2 separate regions of the Anas platyrhynchos genome follow, and region 1 is linked to region 2. The links are chromatin contacts, called in public Hi-C maps. All regions are on one chromosome and are shown on one strand. The core of a region is the stretch at or near the end of the contact, and the rest is flanking DNA. Distances in the headings are between cores, read along the strand shown.

Region 1 (2,700 bases), core at 93-2,592, 250 kb after region 2:
AGTCTTCATATTTCATGCTAGCAGTTGCATGAGTACAGCGCTGCTCCTGTGCTCCAGGTAGGTGTAAAGCAGGGCAGCCCGGGGCTTACAGCACTGCCCAAGAACTTGGGAAGCCCAGGATCAAGTTTTGACTCTGCCACACACCTGCCTTTGGGTTTCAGGCAAGTTATTCAGCCTCTTTCTAACTCACTCTTCTGCTGCCAACTGAGCACCGATGCTTCTCTGTGTTAGAGGAATATTACGCTGCTAAATGCAGTCTCAGGACAGTATGGCAAACACCATACAGCCAAACGTCATCTCTCTGTGGTCAGGTTGTCCAGACCACAGCTGAAAAGCCAGCGTGGGTCTAACGGGATTTATTAGCTCAGGCACAGTGCCATGTGAATGCAGTTGCGCTGCTGCTCTGGAAAGAGTACATCTGCTTTTGTGAGCCCCTGGCTGGCTGTGTCCCGAGGCAGCTCAGGGATTTCAGCACCGCGTTCCCAGAACCAGAAGTGTCGGGTGGAGGGGAAAAGAGACCCCCAGCAGAGAGCCAGCCCAGGGTGTGCAGGAGCTGGCTTGGTGCTGGCTGTGCCAGGCCCTCGCTGCCTCCCCACTTCATGCACCTGCTCCCTGTCACCCCATGTCCCGTGGGGTTCGTGGGTCAACCCCAACAGGTCCAGCTCTACAGCTGAGAAGCCCACGGTCTGCCGGTACCCGTGGTGCTGTGGGGAAGCAGAGAAATCAACGTGTCCCAGATGTGGGGTCAGTTTAGCTGATGCTATGAGGAGTTAACAGACCCTCATGGATCCGAGCTAAATGCATCCAGAACCTCCTGGGTGCTTCCTCGCTTCATCCTCGCTTGTCTGTACTGTTGGGTCCCCGCTTACCAGGGAAACAGAGTGCTTTGCCAAATAGAGATATGGCTAGAAACCGCTAGAAATCGCTCACAAAACTTATACTTCAGGACTTCATGAGCGATTTTCCCGGGATAATGAAAGTGGTGTTTCAACGAAGAGGCTTGGGAGGTTGCGAGATTGTAGGAACCTGGCAGGAAAGAAAAAAAAGAGGGGAAAATAAACGGCTCGAGGTCTTAAAACCAGGGATGAAAGAAGGAAACAGATTTAATTACCACACACTGCGGGAAGGAGAAAAGGGGTGGGAGAAAAGGAAAAAAGAGGGAGAGAAGCGAGCGGGACGAGGTTTCCCGAAACAGCTCAGGGCGAGGACAGGGCGGCGTTGCGGGGAGCGGGAGCGAGCGGCGGGGCCGGGAGCAGCCCGCGGGGGGGGGCTCGGGCAGGGCTGGGCGGGCGCTGGGGGCCCCCGGGGCTGCGGAGGGCGGGGGCGCGGCGCCGGGCGGCGCTAGGGCCGGGCGGCGGGGCGGCGGGGCGGCATGGCTGGGAGCACAGCACCACCTACGTCCCGCGCATCCCCGCCGAGCCCGCACGGCCCCGCTGCCCGCGCCGCCGCGGCCGCCCCCCGGCATAAAAGGGGCGGCCGGGGGGGGGACGCGCACCGGCGGCCCGGTTTGCCGCCGAGAGGAGAGGATAAAGAGAGGAAGGTGGGGTGTTTTGTGTTGTAGTCTTTTTTTATTAATGTTTTATTTTATTTTATTTATTTTGGAGGGGGGACACAGAGCTTGCATGTGGCCCGGAGCTGTCGCCCCGTCGGGGCTCCGACGGGGCGAGCTGGCGGCGGGGCCGCCGGGGGAAGGCAGGGGAATAGGGGATAGGGGATAGGGGATAGGGGAGGCGGCTTCGCCCCGCCGTGCCCGAGACCTGGGCGAGTGTGGGCGGGGTGCGCCCCCGCGCCGGGATAAATAGCGCCTTGCCTCGCCTGACAGCCCGGCCCCGGGGCGCACCGGGGAGCCGGGAGGGAGCGAGGGGGAAAAAAAAAAAGAAAAAGTTGGGGGGCTCTCTGGGACTCCGCTCCCGCCGGGACTTGGCTTTTTATTTGCTATTTGTTATTATTTTTTATTTTTTCACCCACGGGGAGAAACAGAGGAGGGGGAGGACGAGGGAAGCCCCGAGCCCAGCTTTTCCCCGCTCTCTCCCCGCAGCGCAGGGGCGATGCTGGAAGCCGCCGGGAGGTCGCAGCGTGCGGGAAGGGGGGTGAGAGGCGAGTGAGCCCCCGCCGGGCCCTGCGGCAGCCGCCGAGCTCCGGCGCCCCCTCCCCGGCCGCCCGCAGCCCCGCACCGGCCCCCGCCGCCCCTCGCCGCCAGAGGAAGGGAGGGAGGGAGGCTGCCCAGCCCAGCGGCCCAGGATGCAGTTTCGCCTCTTCTCCTTTGCCCTGCTCATCCTCAACTGCATGGATTACGGCCACTGCCAAGCCAGCCGCTGGAGACGCAGCAAGAGAGGTGAGCGGGGGCTCCCGCCGGAGGCACCCCGGGCAGGTGAGCCCGGCCCCCGGGGGGCGGTGAAATTGGGGGGGGACACACCGTGTTGGGGACTCTGAGCCCCGACGGGGACCGCCGCTGCCAACGCCGTCGGGCTAGATGTTCGTCCCGGGGGGGCAGTTAGCCCTCACCCCGAGAAGCGACCCCGAGAAGCCGTCGGGGGTCTCCCCAGGGGGCTGCAGTGTCCCCGGTGTGCTCCGCGGACACCGTTCAGGACGCCCCCCGGTCCCTCTCCGCGCAACCTGAGGGAACCCCGCGGGGCGCAGGGCTTAAGGGGGAGTCGTGGTCGCGCAGGGGGCTTGGGCTGAGGGGGAGCCCCGGGAGGG
Region 2 (2,700 bases), core at 120-2,619:
TCCAAAGTCCTCTGAAGTCAGTGAAATTAAGCCCACCAACGTCACCAAGTACTGGCTTAAGTCCTTAGTAAATACAGTATTTATAAAGGAATCATTGTACGTAGTGGGTACAAAAAAAAAGATGTCTCAATAATAAGAAACCACAACTGAGGAAGGAGTAAAGGCAAAGAATGAGGCAACTCCTCTTAGGAGAAGGCAAGTAAGTTGTCATACTTTGATATGCCTCTTATTCCTTGAATAGCTGTTGCCTCTACAAGTATCTTTTTCCTTGGTTGATATTCATTACTTCTATTACTGACAGCAGTTGTACTATACACACTGTTAAATTAACACCATAAATTACGTATTGTGCCCTACAAGAGTTCTTCCAGTCCTTTCACAGGTACAAACACATCTAAGCACACTGGCACCACAGTGTGTACCCTCCTCTTGTGCAGAGGAACAGCCTGTGGAGAGATAAGACAGCAGCACTGTGAGTGCTGGAAGTAGCATTCCCTGGATCTGACAGCTCTTGGGCTCAGTTTAATAAGGATTTATCTGTACTCTGTGGAGGTATTTAGTACACAGTGTCTTCCCATTAGGGTCTGAAGGGTGCTGCCACCATCACCTTATGTGAAGTTCAGTCAAATGGATTGTAACAAATGTTCAGAATTTTGCCTAACTTAAGACAGCATTATTAACACGATTAAACGTATTAAAATGTATTTTCTGCTTAAATTAGCCCACATAAAGTGGGTTTGCAAGACAGCTTGTCAAGCAAGCTCACTTCTTGTTAATGGCCTGATCTCCTCTCTCTCCTCCCAGGGAGATCCACCATATAGGCGACCATCATATGTCAGTGGACATGCTTCAGATGTCATAAATTTAGGGAATCAAGTTCATAATTGTTGAGAATGTTCATTGGTCATAGAAGACTGATTCCTTTTCCTTTGCCTGCTTCTCTGCATGTATATGCTTAATATAAGATATACATGAGGAAGGGTTTATTTGTCCACAAGATAATGTGGCTTTTTATGCATTGAGTCAACAAGAACAGCTCTGCATTTGTAGGTGTGTAAACATACAGGATTTTACCTGAGATTGAAGAGCAGCACCCAGGTGCAGCTTCTCTCAATTCTCTCGTGCCACCAGAGAAAATTGGTGCTTGGATGAGAGGGTGCCCACTGCTGTGGCTCTCTCCAAGCATTGCAGCAAAGTGGCCCTGAGGACAGTAGGAGCTGTGGCAATGCTGCCCATGGAGCATTTGCTTTTGGGGGGACTGCATTTGCCTGATTTGTTAATAGGTATTTATTTACTCGTTACATAACCTTCTTTTCTTAAGGAAACAGCAGCAGCCAGCACAGTACTGAGAGTTTCCAGCAGGGAGCAGCATTTATTCATCTGTGAAGGAGGAGAGGCTGCAGCCTGAAAGGATCAGGCTGGGATGGATAGACTCTCAGGATTCCCTTGCTTTAGAAAAAATGTTTGCAGATGGATGGACAGCCGGTGTTGTGAGGGGTATAGGAGGGAGGAAAGGTTAAAGACATGACACTCGCCTCTCCTGTCCTCTTCATTGGTGCAATGCCTTTTAGAGAACCGCTTGGTATTTGGGGTGAGGGGTCGCATGCTCAGAGGCAGTGCTGGCAGAGCAGCTGGATCAAAACATTCACATTTAGGGAAACATTTTCATCAAAAAGTTCACAGTATTCTCTTTAGTTCAGAATGTCTACTTCAAGGACTGGAAATCCAGAATAAGCTTTCACTAATAATATATGCATATTACCAGCACCTTAACACTATAGTATAATTTTCTCTTGGAAAACTAGCAAGGTTCTTCATCCATCTAAGCACTATCTGCTTTGAAAGTATTTTATATCAAAATAACTTTCTAAGGAACTCTTTCTTTCAATGAAATCTTAATTTATTTTTAAATCCAAGGTCTCAGACAGTTCAACATTTCACAATATCACGTTTGGATGTGATATGAAATAAGTCTTTGAGCCTTCCACAGGGGGCAGAGATAATCACACTGTGAACAAGTGCAAAGGAAAGTATTTCAGTATTTGGAAACTATAGCGAAAATCCTCTTTGCTATGTAAGCAAATTTATATTAAAAACAGTATTATAACATTTGTTGACAAATGGGTGTTCATGGAATTACTCTTTGCCTATTTCTTCCCACAGCTACACATAAGTCCTTTTTACCTTGCCCACTTTTTAAAGCATACCTGGCTGAAACCTTCCCAGCAGACAGTGACAGCTACTCCTTATCCATATTAGCAAAACCATATACCCCACTGACAGCATTTGTGGTACTGATGCAACGCTTCCTAGCTGTACTCACACCAGTCCACCCATCTCAGCTGTACATGGCAGCCTCCTGGAAGTGGCTGCATCCCAGTGGTGGGATCTCAGAATGGGTGAGCCAGTTCAGGCTGAGACAGATAACAGTTATAATCTATGTAGACATACCCAAACAGGCTGTTTTCCATCAGGGTAGATCACAAGAGCAGTGAAGCTAAAACAGCATGTGTTTGTGTGAGGGCTCTACAAGATTCTGGGGCTCTCTGTGAGTCTAATAGGTAAGCCCTAACACCTCAGGCTTTCAATCTCCAAGCTTAGTAGAGGAAAGCAAGTCTGATCCTACCTCTTACTGGAATGTTATATAATTTTCTCGTGCTCTGGACTTCCCTTCAGTCAGAAATGTGCATAGCCACAAAT

The links. Hi-C and Micro-C count contacts between places; a contact is called where the count stands out from the background.
Region 1: a Hi-C map of F1 follicle shows a contact between it and region 2, with 2.2 times the contacts expected there. The contact joins the promoter of RSPO2 here to the enhancer-like site in region 2. A contact is called at or near these places in 4 of 8 Hi-C or Micro-C datasets (F1 follicle, liver, skeletal muscle and 1 more).

The regions. Positions count from the first base shown.
Region 1 is chr2:18,721,222-18,723,921 of IASCAAS_PekinDuck_T2T, forward strand. It overlaps RSPO2 (R-spondin 2), which reads left to right and starts at 1,343. Exons shown (of 6, transcript XM_027452602.3): 1 at 1,343-1,540; 2 at 2,039-2,371. The coding sequence starts at 2,242.
Region 2 is chr2:18,474,337-18,477,036 of IASCAAS_PekinDuck_T2T, forward strand. No RefSeq gene overlaps it. Among named protein-coding and RNA genes, the nearest start is that of TMEM74, 23 kb to the left of the region's middle. Within about 2 kb of position 1,370, at least 3 of the 8 cell types and tissues checked have an H3K27ac peak or open chromatin away from gene starts, as enhancers often do. A contact at or near this core is called in F1 follicle, where this site is marked.